Linked DNA regions of Mus musculus: region 2 is linked to region 1. The links are chromatin contacts, called in public HiChIP or PLAC-seq maps. All regions are on one chromosome and are shown on one strand. The core of a region is the stretch at or near the end of the contact, and the rest is flanking DNA. Distances in the headings are between cores, read along the strand shown. Region 1 has its middle 88 kb from the start of Gm36899. Region 2 holds the start of Ank (progressive ankylosis).

Evidence for each region. HiChIP or PLAC-seq counts read pairs in DNA pulled down with a chosen protein or histone mark.
Region 2: an H3K27ac HiChIP or PLAC-seq map of VIP interneurons shows a contact between it and region 1, with 4 times the contacts expected there. The contact joins the promoter of Ank here to the enhancer-like site in region 1. A contact is called at or near these places in 3 of 39 promoter capture datasets (the 3T3-L1 cell line, hippocampal neurons and liver), 1 of 15 datasets of contacts at CTCF or cohesin (the NIH/3T3 cell line), 4 of 484 Hi-C or Micro-C datasets (adipose-derived mesenchymal stem cells, cortical neurons and embryonic fibroblasts) and 3 of 115 datasets of contacts at active chromatin or transcription factors (VIP interneurons, embryonic fibroblasts and forebrain).

What each region holds. Positions count from the first base shown.
Region 1 is chr15:27,371,297-27,378,142 of GRCm38.p6, forward strand. No RefSeq gene overlaps it. Among named protein-coding and RNA genes, the nearest start is that of Gm36899, 88 kb to the right of the region's middle. Within about 2 kb of position 3,600, at least 2 of the 459 cell types and tissues checked have an H3K27ac peak or open chromatin away from gene starts, as enhancers often do. A contact at or near this core is called in VIP interneurons, where this site is marked.
Region 2 is chr15:27,463,161-27,470,345 of GRCm38.p6, forward strand. It overlaps Ank (progressive ankylosis), which reads left to right and starts at 3,517. Exons shown (of 12, transcript NM_020332.4): 1 at 3,517-3,939. The coding sequence starts at 3,844.

The sequences.
Region 1 (6,846 bases), core at 2,350-4,849:
CTGCACTCCTCTGGTCTGGAGGAGGGGGAAGGGACACAATAGATCTGGGGGAAGGGCATGGCAGGTCTGGGGAGACCCAGTTTGGACATCCCTCCGTGGGGGTCTCTCCTTGTTCTTTCCATTTAGGGAGTTATCATTTTTCTCGGTATTTGTGGAGCATTTATTTCTGTTGGTCACTTGGAACCACATTCACTGACCCTAAGGGGAGGAAGGTGCCAAAGAACAGTTCACAGAACATTTTATTAAACAAGCTTTTGCATCAGATCTCTAAAAACAAACCCCACTTTTTGGAAAAGCTTTTAATTGTGTACTGTTAATTTCCCCACACCATAATACGAGTTACTTCAAACTGTAATCTTTTTGAACATTGAATCCAATATGTATGCTTTCATTTGCTCCATTTTAAAAAACATCTTGGTATATTGATTACTTCAAGCTGAGTCATTCAAAGAACTTTAGAAAAAGCTAGATGCTCTATCTTTTCTTGCATGCACCAAGCCTTAAAATTCCTCTTGGCAAAAGAGTCAGAGACAATCCCCACTCCTGCTGTTAGGGGTTCTACAAGACCACCAAGCTACACAAGCATCACACACATGCAGATGACCTAGTTCAGACCCACCCAGCTCTGTGTTTGTGGCTTCAGTCTCTGTGAGCCCCCATGCACCCTGTTTAGTTTATTCTGTGGTGTGTTCTCATGGTATCCTCAACCCCTCTGGTGCCCCATCTTCTATGGGGTCCCCTAAGCTCCACCTAATGTTTGGCTGGGGGTCTGGTCTCTGCATCTGATTCTAAAACATATTTTTTAAAAAGAAGAAAGGGGGCAGGAGAAATGGCTCAGTGGTTAAGAACACTGGCTGACCTTCATGAGGACTGGGGTTCAATTCCCAGCACCCATATGGCAGCTCACAAATGTCTGTAACTCCAGTTCCAGGAGATCCAATACTGTCACACACACACACACACACATACATGCAGGCGTAACACCAATGTATGTAAAAATAATAAAAATAAAATCATTTAAAAAGGAAAATGAAAAGTTAACATGTACCAAAACAACTCTGCAATGAAATGGTACCATGTACCTACTAAAATATCAATGTCAGGAAAGATTGCCTAGTGACTAGGGTTTTCAAACACTCTTGGTAATATAAATTAGTACAATGAATTGAGAACAGTTTGGCCATATATTAAACACCAACCCAACCACGTGCTTCCCCTGTGGTCACCAACTCTACTCAGAGCATTATCCACAAATGCTAATGAGTGCATACATGAACCAAAAGATATGGCCCAGAATGCTCAGGGAATCATTTCCCAATAACAAAAACCTGAACGGTTCATGGACAAGTAATGTTTTATTTATAAAACAGAATGGCCATGTGAAGCTAAGAGTGAACAAGCCAACCACCTGTAACAGCACACACTCAAGGATTTTGACTAAAAGACCTTAAATGCCAACAAGCACCTGTTGTGAGAGTTCATTTGAATAACATTCAAAAGTTTACAAGACTAACAGTGACTAAGTCAGGGTATTGTTTAATTTGGGACAAATGTTGGAATCACCAAGCAGGTCCTAAGGAGAAGTTCTGAGTTCTCAGCAATGTTTTATGTCCTGTCTTCAGTGACACTTATAATTTGCATTCATCTTGTGAAATTTTTTCACCTGCTTGTCCCTGGTTTTGTTATGCTTTAATAAAAGCTTTAGTAGCTGTACTGGCTAGTTTTGTGTCAACTTGACACAGCTGGAGTTATCACAGAAAAAGGAGCTTCAGTTGAGGAAATGCCTCCATGAGATCCAACTGTAAGGCATTTTCTCAATTAGTGATCAAGGGGGAAAGGCCCCTTGTGGGTGGGACCATCTCAGGGCTGGTAGTCTTGGCTCTATAAGAAAGCAGGCTGAGCAAGCCAGGTGAAGCAAGCCAGTAAGTAACATCCTTCCATGGCCTCTGCATCAGCTCCTGCTTTCTGACCTGCTTGAGTTCCAGTACTGACTTCTTTTGGTGATGAACAGCAGTATGGAAGTGTAAGCCAAATAAACCCTTTCCTCCCCAACTTGCTTCTTGGTCATGATGTTTGTGCAGGAATAGAAACCCTGACTATGACAGTAGCTAATTAGATAGTTGTGCTGGGGATTAAATTCAGGGGCCTGTGCAACATGACCACACAGTCTACTACTGAGCCACAACCCAGTCTCAAAAAGTCAGCTTTTGCTTTCTCTTTTTGTTGTTGACCCTTGAGAAAGGGTCTCACTATGTTGTCTAAACAAGTCTTAAATTTACTGCCTCTGAGTGCTAGGTTTAAAGGCCTGCACCATCATATCATCCATGCTTAATTTTCGTGTACCCAACATATATATTACTTATTGTACAAAAGCAGTGACTATGGAAGGAAAAGCATTATTTCTTCAGGAATATGTAAATGGGCACCATGGAAGGTGTTGACTTTTCTCAGGATTTGAGTCAGGAACCTTGGGAACTAGTAGGCTCCACAAATGTTCTAGTTACCTGCAAAGACATTACACATTTCTTCTGTGCATTTATGGAGACCTTCAAATTTCTTTTTTCTCATTCCATCATTTTCCACTCATTTTTCTAAACGCCCTAAAGAATTCTGCATAACACAGTAACACGATAGCCCTTTGTTCCTGGCTCACTGACATTTCTTTAAGATCTGAGCAAAAATAAACTGTTAAAGCCAGTCTTCCTCTCCTGACTACATCCATGATGCCTGAAGCAGCATAAGAGCTCAGAGTGGAAACGGGAGTCTTGACCATTCCATAGGCTCGCCACAAAGGGTCACTCTGGAATGTAGAAGGGAAGGCTCTCAGGGCAAAACTCTTCAACTGGAAGGATAAGGTTTGTCTTAGCCTAGCTATTCTGACATAGCCTATTTTGATCCCACTGCAGAAATAAGCACTCTTTAGTCAAGGTCTGGATAGATAGTATTTAGAGGAGAGAGTCATGAAGAAAATGGGAGCTGGGGTGCTGAGGTGATGCACTGAATTTAAATTCTTGCTGGTTTTGTTGTTCTTATTTTGGTTTTTGTTTGTTTATTTGTTTTTGTTTTTGTACTAGCTGGATCATAGACTATCTGAGCACTTAATGTCTTTATTCCTGAAAGGGACATTTGACTAGAAAGTCACTAGTCTGGAGATTTTTATTTGATCAGTTTGTTTTATTTTTTTATTAGATATTTTCTTTATTTACATTTCAAATGTTATCCCCTTTCCTAGTTTCCCCTCCAAAATCCCTTATCCCCTCCTCCCTCCCCCTGCTCACCAACCCACCCACTCCTGCTTCCTGGCCCTGGCATTCCCCTATACTGGGGCATAGAACCTTCACCAAGTTTGTTTTAAATTCTACCTCAGTACCTGATACCACAGCTCTAAAGCAGAACTAAGAACTGGCGCCTCCTTTGGTAGGACATGCTAGTGCATTGTCACAGTACTGGAGTCTTAACTAATTGTACTGATAGGGTACCACTCTTCAGGAGCTCCCTGCCAGGAAACTTGTGTTTGGAGATTCTCTGTGATCCCTTGATGCTACACTCACTCAAGCAGGCAATTGTGCTGTTGAAGCCCAGAACTTTCAGTTTTATTTTTTCACACAGCACTGGACACAACAATGCATACTAACAAATAGTATTCTTTGATGGTGCCAAAAAAGACAGAACAATTCTTCTCATCCAACTGGTCAGATGGTTGTTAAACGGGAAAGAAAATTATATCTATTTTCTCAAATGTTTGGACAGGATGTGGTTTCCAATCAGAAGCATTTTAAAATGTTCTGGACAAAGTATGAACCCATTTCCAATTAACATGTTACAAAAATGGAAATCTCCCGGCTTACTTACTCCTATATGGATACATTAGAAACTCCCTAATTCAATTGCATAAGATATCCAATGACAGTGTCGCCCCTCAGTTACTAGATGCAAGTAGAGCTGTGGACTCTGCCCTCCCTGGCCTTGCTCCACACACCGCATACTTCAAAAACCAATATTATCAACATCTTTGAACTTCTTGAAACAGCTCGAGGGCAAATGACAGAGTCACTAGAAGAATATTGTGTGTCAAATGCTTTTCTAAGTACAGGACGCATAATAGAAAGCTAAGACTGTCCCAACTGTTGACCTCACGGAAATTACCCTACAGAAGTATCTTTAAGAGCACAGCTAGGCGTTCGGATGGATGAAGTGAAGTCCTCTTATTCAATTTTTTCAAAGGTTTCATTAATTTTGTCCAAGGAAAGTTTAAGAAGAGAAAGGCACTTCAGAAGCCCTCTGAGGAGAATTCCAATAATGTTCTAATATTTGAAGATGTACACAGCCTACTTTGAGGATGGGACCTGTCTTAGTCAGGGTTTCTGTTCCTGCACAAACATCATGACCAAGAAGCAAGTTGAGAACGAAAGGATTTATTCGGCTTACACTTCCACTTTGCTGTTCATCACCAAAGGAAGTCAGGGCTGGAACTCACAAAGGGTAGGAACCTGGAGAGAGGAACTGATGCAGAAGTCACGGATCGGTGCAGTTTTCTGGCTTGCTTCCCCTGGCTGACTCAGCTTGCCTTCCTATAGAACCCTGACTACCAGCCCAGGGCTGACACATCCTACAACTGGTCCTCCCACCAGCGATCACTAATTGAGAAAATGCCTTACAGCTAGATCTTATGGAGGCATTTCCTCAAGAAAGGTTCCTTTCTCTAGCAAGTTGACACACAAAACCAGCCAGTACAAGGCCTATGTGATAACGACTTACTTAAATCCCATAATGTAATCAATGGATTCCCCTAATCATAAACAAGTGGGGAAGACAATTAAAAATGGCCAGGTATAAATGTTAGGCTTTGAGTTGGACATAATGTTTTTACTTATTAGTATTACCATTTAATTTTGCTCCTACACTAAGTAAGTGTCTGCTGTCTAATATTTAAAAGATGTCAATGAAAAAAGGCACAATATGTGTACAAAATGCCCCAGGTATGAAGAGTGCATAATTTTCATTTGGCTGAGGACTAAAAAATGCTAATTCAGAATCATCAACTGTAATGCTTTCCTGGAGAAGAAGAAATGCAGATAGAAGAAATTCCTTGTCACCTTCTTGGGTGAGTGGACATTGGACATATGATTGGGGGGGAGGGGTACAGGGAAGAAACCTGTGGCAGTTAACAAAGATGAGGCTTTTAGGACAGCAGAGTTCATTGGTGGAGGAGATGGGTTCTCTTGCATCTTTAATTTGGGCTCATTCATAGACAAAACTCAACTCCATGCTCAGAAAGTATCTTTCTCTGTTTTGTTTTGCCTGTGCATCTCAAAGGTGTCCAAAGATGGGATCAGTTTGCTCCTAGGCTCATGAATAGTTAACTTAAGTGGCCAAGAATGTGGGGCAAGGGTGAATCAGGCCCAGGTGAATAATGAAAGGAAAGTGGGACTGAGTGAGGCAAACAGAGATGGGAACACAGAACAGTTGTTCATTCTCTGTGTGGGCAGGAAAACCCTCTGAAGAGAATTCCAATAATGTTCTAGTATTTGAAGAACTACATACCCTACTTTGAGGAAGAGAGGACCTATGTGATAACGACTTACTTAAATCCCATAATGTAATCGATGGATTCCCCTAATGATAAACAAGTCGGGAGAGATAATTTCATTGGAAACACAGAATACTCTGCAAGGCTATACACAAAGCCAACCATCATCGTGTTCAGTGGAAAGTTTTATTGTAGTTTGTCTTATTGTTAAAACAACATCTTACCTGGTAGCCACAGCTGGACACAAACTCGCGATCCTACTGTATCAGCCTCCCTAGTACTGAGATTACTGGGGCTAGTGCCATTCATTTTGGGTGAAACAACTTCCTAACGGCAGATCAAAAGATAAAGAGTCCATGTAAGTAACAAAGTTTTGTATATGAGATGGCTAATCTTGGTTGTCCGTCTGATACACTTGGGAAGAGGGAACCTCAGTGAGAACTTGCCTCCATCAGATTGGCCTGTGGGCAAGTCTGTAGGAAATTTTGCTAATTGCTAATTGATGTAGAAATGCTTAGCCCACTGTGGGTGGAACAGTCCCTAGGCAAATGGACCTGGGCTGTATAAGAAGCTGGACATGAGCCGGGTGAAAGCCAGTAAACAGTGTTTCTGCTTGAAGCACCTGCCTTGGCTTTCCTCAGTGACAGACAATATGCTGTGAGATGAAAGAATCCCTCTCCTCTCCAAGTTGTTTTGGTCATGGTGTTTATCACAGCAACAGAAAGAAAACTAGGACAGTATGCCATCAAATCAGAGCTTCTAGTAGCAGCTGCTTAGGAACCTGATGGCTAAGACATTTTCCTCAGTAAAGTTCTTTTTACCTGGGCATGTGGCACTAATCTATAATCGCAGTACTCAGATGGCTGAGGCAGGAAGATCACAAGTTCACACCTAGCCTGGGCAACAGAGCAAGAAACTTGCTCAAAAGATAAGAGGCAATGAGGGAGGGCAGGGGAAGATACAGAACAAGAATTCTTCCTTCTGTTTCCTGACACAGATGCTAATTTGATGCGTTGCTACAGGCAGAGACCGGGCAGGAATAAGAATTTTGAGCAACACTTGACTCTGTAACTGTAATCACAGCTTTATAATTGGCCATAGATCTATAGGATTTAATCAATGAATATGTTTAATGTGGTAATGCTTCTGTTGGGGTATGCCATTCACAGTTGATTAAAGAAGCTGGTTGAGAAAATATGAGCATCCATAGAGTTCTCTGGCACACCAACATCTCTGTTTATTTATTTATTTATAAATTGTTTTATTTATTTACATTCCAAATGTTACACCCCTTCCCAGTTCCCCTTCCAAGAGTT
Region 2 (7,185 bases), core at 2,267-4,766, 92 kb after region 1:
TTCTCACCTGAACCGCCATACCTTAAAAAAAGTTTTCTCGCAGGGCGTGGTGGCGCACACCTTTAATCCCAGCACTCAGGAGGCAGAGGCAGACGGATTTCTGAGTTCGAGGCCAGCCTGGTCTACAAAGTGAGCTCCAGGACAGCCAGCGCTATACAGAGAAACCCTGTCTCGAAAAAACAAACAAACAAAAAAAATTTTTTTTCTCTTTATAGATTTATACATACTCATTTTGTTAAAGATGGGTGAATGGAGTTGAGAAACAATTCTTCCTCATATTCATAATCATGGAAATGCAGCTACTGTTAACCACTGAGCATATATTCTCTTTCAGGATCTTTTTCTCTATATGCTACATGACTAGTATCTGTAAACCTTGTAACGATAGTGGGGCAAAAGCAATCAAATCTAAGACTTTATAAATAGAAAATAAAGCTGTACCTTTCCGAAGATATCTTCTAGATCTAACTAACGTAATGGACGCTGGGATACTTCAGTTTCTGCATAATTCAGAGAACTTCTTACCTACCACAATCACTTATATTTAGGGCTTTCCTGTCATATTGTTGACGACATGAAAACTATGTTTACAAGAAGGGAGAGGCGGGGCTTCCTTTTTAAATCTCTTATCCGATTGTGATGTTTGTTTGTTTGTTTGTTTGTTTGTTTCGAGACAGGGTTTCTCTGTGTAGCCCTGGCTGCCCTGGAACTCACTCTGTAGACCAGGCTGGCCTCGAACTCAGAAATTCACCTGTCTCTGCCTCCCAAGTGCTGGAATTAAAGGCGTGCGCCTCCACCACGCCCGGCGTGATTTTATTTTAAAATATTTTCTTTTTAATTAAAGGGGATGGTGTGCGTGCGCATGAGTGGTTGTGTTGGGGTAGGAGCCCTGTGCGCATGAGTGCAGGGGCCTGAAGAGGGCGCTGGATCCTGGGGAAGTGGAAGATGCAGGCAGGCGAGCCATCAGGCTTAGTTGCTGGGAACCAAAATGGAGTCCTCTTCTAGAGAGTCAGTCCTGCTGGGCCATTTCTCAACCCCGAACTGTAGTTCTTTAGTGAAAAACAAAACAAAACAAAGAACAATTAAACGTCCCATTGCCTTTTTAAGTTTCTCTGGTGTTGCTTGAACTTATACCCACTTAAAAGTCTAAAAAGGTATTCTTGTCCTTAATCAAAGATGCCACCAACTCACTTGTTAAGGATAGATTTTAAAAGTACTCAAGGATAATGGCCTTTGGCTGATTTTTCTCACCATCCCCTTCAGACCGAAAGGGTGCGTGTGGCCGCAGTAGCAGCTGAGATGCAGCAGCCTCTTCCGGAGACCAGTGAGAGCAAACAGGTCTTCAGGAGCATTGATCCAGGGCTTCATCAATTCACATAGCAGGCAAGGGTCAGCACGACTAGATCACTTTAATTGAAACGAGCTTATGAAAACATAGACTAACAGAATGGGTAAATCACCAGACCACATTTGCTTTAGAACAGAAGTCTTCTCCGTGAATTCCTTTAAATAACCCATTCCTTTTTTTTTTTTTCTTTTTTTTGTATGGTTAGCTTAATAACTGACTACACAGAAACATGCCTTTCAGGAATTGCTCCTGGGGAGAGCCCTGTACACAAGAACTTCCTGTTTTGCTGGAAAAAAATCTCTTTTAAGGGTAACTGTTTGACATATCAAATGCAATGAACAATTACCAAAGTTTTGTTTTAATTATATGGGTGATGTAATTTGGGGTTACACGGAACTGCGGGTAAATTGGTTTCCTAGTTTTTAGGGGCTTCAACCAGAGTGTGTAAAACTGAAGGGGATAAAAGGCATCAAATATGGAAATATTTAATACTTGCGATGCAGTCGGAAAAATCTGCACCAGAAAGTTAATGTCTCAAGCTCTTATTTATTTACTTATTTATGTATTTAATAAAGGCAAGGTCTCCCTACAAAATCCTAGCAGGCTTGGAACTCATTATGTAGCCAAGATTGGCCTGGAACTTACAGCAATCCTCCTGCCTCTGATTACCTTCAAATATAGTATTAATATGAGCCTTACAGAGATAAAGGGAATGGGTTCATTTCTTAGGACAAAATACTTGAATGTTTTAAGTAATACACAAGTTTAACTCATTATGTTTATTTTAAAAGATGTGTCAAGGCTATACAGAGAAACCCTGTCTCGAAAAACCAAAAAAAAAAAAAAAAAAAAAAGATGCATAGGAAGATACAAGTTGAACAAACCATCTATCTCAACTGCTACAGAATGAAAAGCTAAGGCCCCTTGTTCAGAAATTCATCATTTCAAGAGGGCAAGACCAGGGTTTGAAGAAAACGATGTTTCAGCAGTTAGGAGCACCGACTGCTGCTCTTCCAGAGTCCCGGGTTCCATTCCAGCACTCATATGGTAGCTCACAATGTTCTGGAATCCAGGAGAAGCTCCAATGCCCTCTTCTGGGCTCTGTGGGTGCTGGACAAGCATGTCATGCACAGACAGACATGCAGACAAAAAAAAATATCTGCCCATAGACATAAAATAATAAAATAAATATTAATGAAAAGTATTAAGGCAAAAACAGAGAGCCAAAGCAGGCACAGGACCCTCTACGAGCTAAGCTTTTTTGTGTGACTGTACTCGTCTCTTGGAGGCCAGCCCCGCCCTGCTGTGAATGCTTCAGTCACTGGCTTGGACCCTTTTTTCATACACTATACTGGGACACCGGCTGATGCTGGCTTTGTCAAGCTTTTCAGTTTTAGGTAAAAGTCTCAGCTCAGCAACTGATTTATCATGAAATCACTGGGGACATATTATAACACAGCCGAGCAGATTTTCTTTCCTTTTTTTTTTTTTTAAGCATATTTACCGGTCGACTTTTAAATAAGTAAACGGTTGCACATTACTAGCAAAAGCTGGAGACCGGTATGGAGCATCCCAGAACCCTAGTCCAGGACGGACAGTCAGTCCCTGCCACCCGGTGTATTTTTCCCCAGGGTCTGCAGATCTCTGTCACGAGAGATGCGAGATGCTCGTTTTGGTAAACCATCCTTCTCTCCCACTAATGCAGCCGTATCCCCATCACCCTAAAGCAGCTCCCAGTCCGCCTCAAGGCCGCCCGGACGCCGAGGCCTTTCCAGCTCGGTTGTCCCCGAAGCTCTACTCCTGGTTCCCAACTCTGGAGACGGCGCTCACACGGCCTTGCCGGACGCTCCGGGGACAGCATGGGGCTGTCGGTGTCGGGTCACCCGGAGTCCCCGCCCGCTCGCCCGCCCCGCCTGACTCCCCGCTCCGCGCGCTCGGCTCAGGCGGCGCCCCGGTCCCCCGCGGGCGCGGACGGCAGTGGCCTGTGCGAGCGCAGCGCCCCCCGCGGCCGAGCCGTGCGCAGCGGAGCGGGGAGGCGGCGCCGGGCCGGCCCCCTCCCGGGTCGCCAGCGGTGTCGCGCCTCCGCCCGCCCCTGATTTCCTCCGCGCGGCGCGGCGGCGGCGGCGGAGGCGCCTCGTGCGCGCGGTTATTTATTTATTTCCGGGCCCAGAGCGCTTATAATGGAGCCGCTGTCAGCAGAAGCCTCTGCTGCCGCCGCCGCCGCCGCCGCCGCTGCCGCCGCTGCCGTCCCTGTCCCTCCTCTCTTTCTCCCCGGCAGATCTTTGTTGTGTGGGAGGGCAGCGGGGATGGACTTGAGCTCGCGGCTCTCCTGCTAGAGCAGCAGCGCTTGGAGAGGACGCCGCCGCCGCCGCGAGCAGCCGCCGCCCCAGGCCCCGCCGGCCGCGGCCTCCGTCCCCGCGCTGCGCTCCGCGCGCCTCCCAGCACAGTGCCCTCGCGGCGGCAGATGAGTGTGGGGTCAGCCCACGGCGGGGACTATGGTGAAATTCCCGGCGCTCACGCACTACTGGCCCCTGATCCGGTTCCTGGTGCCCCTCGGCATCACCAACATAGCCATCGACTTCGGGGAGCAGGTAAGCCCGGCCGCGCCCGGTGCGCCTCGCTCGCCCAGCCTCGGCCTTGGATGCCGGGCGCCGGGGGGATGCGGGAGGAGAGGAGTCACCTGCTCCGAACCCCCTTTACCCTGGACCATTTGACGTGGCTTTGCGGCTTGTCGAGGGTGACTTTTGCAGCGCCCCATCCCCTCCCTCCGCAGATATTGGAGACTTTTCCAGCGTTCTTTGGAAAATAGCAAGCGACGGGATGATGGGGAACTTCACCTATAGAAAGGGGTTTAGTGCTCGGGATGAGTATTATGTAATTTGTGATTATGTAAACCTCGGGCCCAGAACTGCATGTAGTTTCTAGTAGCATTTAGTGCTGGCTTTTTACTTGCACAGGGTTTGGTGATGGTAGTGATGGTGGGAGAATTTGCCTTACAATGTCTCCAAGTTGATTTCCCACGTACTTCCAAATTTACATCTTTGCATGTAGCCTAGGTAAGGATTAGGGGTGTCCAGGAGGTACCTTGCCTAGAGGATCACTGATTATATCTACTTTAGGATATCTGTTCTCTCTCTCTCTCTCTCTCTCTCTCTCTCTCTCTCTCTCTCTCTCTGTGTGTGTGTGTGTGTGTGTGTGTGTGTTCTCTCTCCTCTCTTCCTTCCACCCCTTTGGACGAGAGCACATTTCTGGTGCTGCCTTCTCATTCTTTTTTCACGCTATCTCCATGTGGCGTCATTACCAATCTGGTGCTGCAGGCTCTCCCGTGGCGGTGAGGCACTGGTACCCTTTTGCAGGGCTTCCTGGCAGTTGCAGTTACAGCCTAAGGTCCGGGAGAGGGTTTGGGGGTGGGAGCTGGACCTTTTCAAAAGTGTAAGATAGACCTACTTTTGCAAATGTACTATTTTTTCCTTTCAAAGCAGTGGGATAAACCCTCTTTTGTTCATTAAGGGGCTCTGGATGGAGGCGGGAGTGAGGAGTTTCTGACAGTCACTGGGTAGGCAGGTATAGCCCACCTCTGTGTAGGGAAGGATAATTCATACAGGCAGGTGAAGAGTCGATACAGGAGCACAGGAAAACGAGGTATCTGCTTCACATGCGTTGGAGATGATTAAGACATAGAAAATTATTAAAACGTCTCACCAGCTTTTAAGCCTCGGACTTGTCAAGAACAAGAAGACTAGGAATGTCACTTAAGTGTTTCTTGGGTAGGTAGGTTTTGTTTGTGATTATAAACACAAGTTTGCGTTTACACTGAGCCTGTGGCAGAACTTTGAGAGTGGAAATTTAGATTCCCCTGAAAAGTTTGGACACTGCACATGGGTGATGATCACAAAAAGAAATCACACAGCAAGTCTCAGAGCATGTGTGTTATGAGGTGCCCATTAAGAGACCTATAAGTCTATTCTAGTTCCCTAATTCTCTCCATAAACATTATGGACTTCTCTATCATTTTATAGCTGGTTGGGGAGGCGATACAATGGAGTATTCTGGCAATTACAAAACCTGTTTTTCGGCCAGGTGTGGATTTAATCCCAGCACTAGGGAAGCAGAGGCGGGTGAGTCGTGAGTTCAAGGCCAGCCTGGTCTACAGAAAGGGTTCCAGGTCAGCCAGGGCTACACAGTGTGACTCTGTCTCAAAAGCAAACAAACAAAATAAATAAACTTAACACATTTTAAGAATATCTATTTTCACTTTTCACAGAAACTGTTTTTTATTATATATATATACATATATATATACATATATATATATATATATATCCTCTCTTCCCCCATTGTTAGTGGTTGGTAGTCTAAAACATTAATCACTTACATCCGTTGATTACCAAGTACCTGGTTAAAACACCATGTTATATTTATTCATTTTGTATTTGAGGGATGAATGAGAGGTCTAGGCATGGTGAATCTCATGCCCAAGAACTACATAGATAGTAAATGGCAGACCTGAATTTGAGGTCTACACCCACCTTGGCCTTGCAGGTTCTGATAGCAGCCTTCGCCAGTGCAGCCTCTTCAGGGATATTTTCCCAGGCTTCTTTGAAGATTAGAAATAAGTTCTAGCTTTCCAGACCTCACCCGAGGCTCAGATTTAATCTTTGCTGCCATGTTTTGGACCTTTACATTTTTTTTATTACATTTATTTATTTAGTGAGAAAGACATACCACACACACACACACACACACACACACACACATTTATCAGCTGCACCATCTGGCCAGCTCCATACTGTGAACTTGACAGTCCCAATAGATAAAGGAAAATTGTGAAAGAATGCTCTCTCAGGAAAGGGGAACTGTAACCCAGAAGTTCATGTTAGAAGAGATGAATCATTCAGATAATTCGGTAGAAACAATATTTAATTTTAGTAAGGTTGGCTTAGGCTTTGGTTGAGGAGAAAGCAGAAGGAACAGCCAATGCCTTTTTAATAAAGTTATTGAAGTTATGTAGCCTTTACTATATAACAACATGAATTGCTAAGTAAAGAAGGAAAATGCTTGGGTATAGTTTATTTTAGAACTTTATTTATTTGTAGGTGTGTGTAGGTGTGTGTGTGTGTGTGTGTGTGTGTGTGTGTGTAGGTGTGTGTGTGTGTGATCTCTTCTCCCCTTCCCCCTCTGGATAGGTGAGCAAGAACTTTACCCACTGAGCTAGCTGCATTAGCCCTCCCCACACCCACACCAGCATATTGTAAACAGCATGTTTCTTTTACACTATCTAAATGCCTATTTGATCTCTAGGTACAGAGAGTCCCTGATTTTCTAGAAGCCAGGATCACCAAGTATCTTTATCAGGGTTTCTATTGCTGTGGTGAAACACTGTGATCAAGAGCAAGTTAGGAAGAAAGGGGTTTATTTATTTGTCTTATACTTCCACATTGTAGTCCATCATTGAAGGAACTCAGGGCAGGAACTCACACTGGGCAGGAACCTGAAGTCAGGAGCTGATGGAGAGGCCAGGAGAGGTGCTGCTTACTGGCTTGCCCCTCATGGCTCACTCAGGTTGCTTTCTTTTTTTTTTTTTTTTTTTTTTTTTAGGGTTTTTTTTTTTTAATTAGGTATTTTCTTCATTTACATTTCCAATGCTATCCCAAAAGTACCCCCATACTCTCCCCCCTCCCCCCACTCCCACTTCTTGGCCCTGGCGTTCCGCTGTACTGAGGCATATAAAGTTTGCAAGACTGATGGGCCTCTCTTTCCAATGATGGCCGACTAGGCCATCTTCTGATACATATGCAGCTAGAAACACGAGCTGGGGGGGGGGGTGATACTGGTTA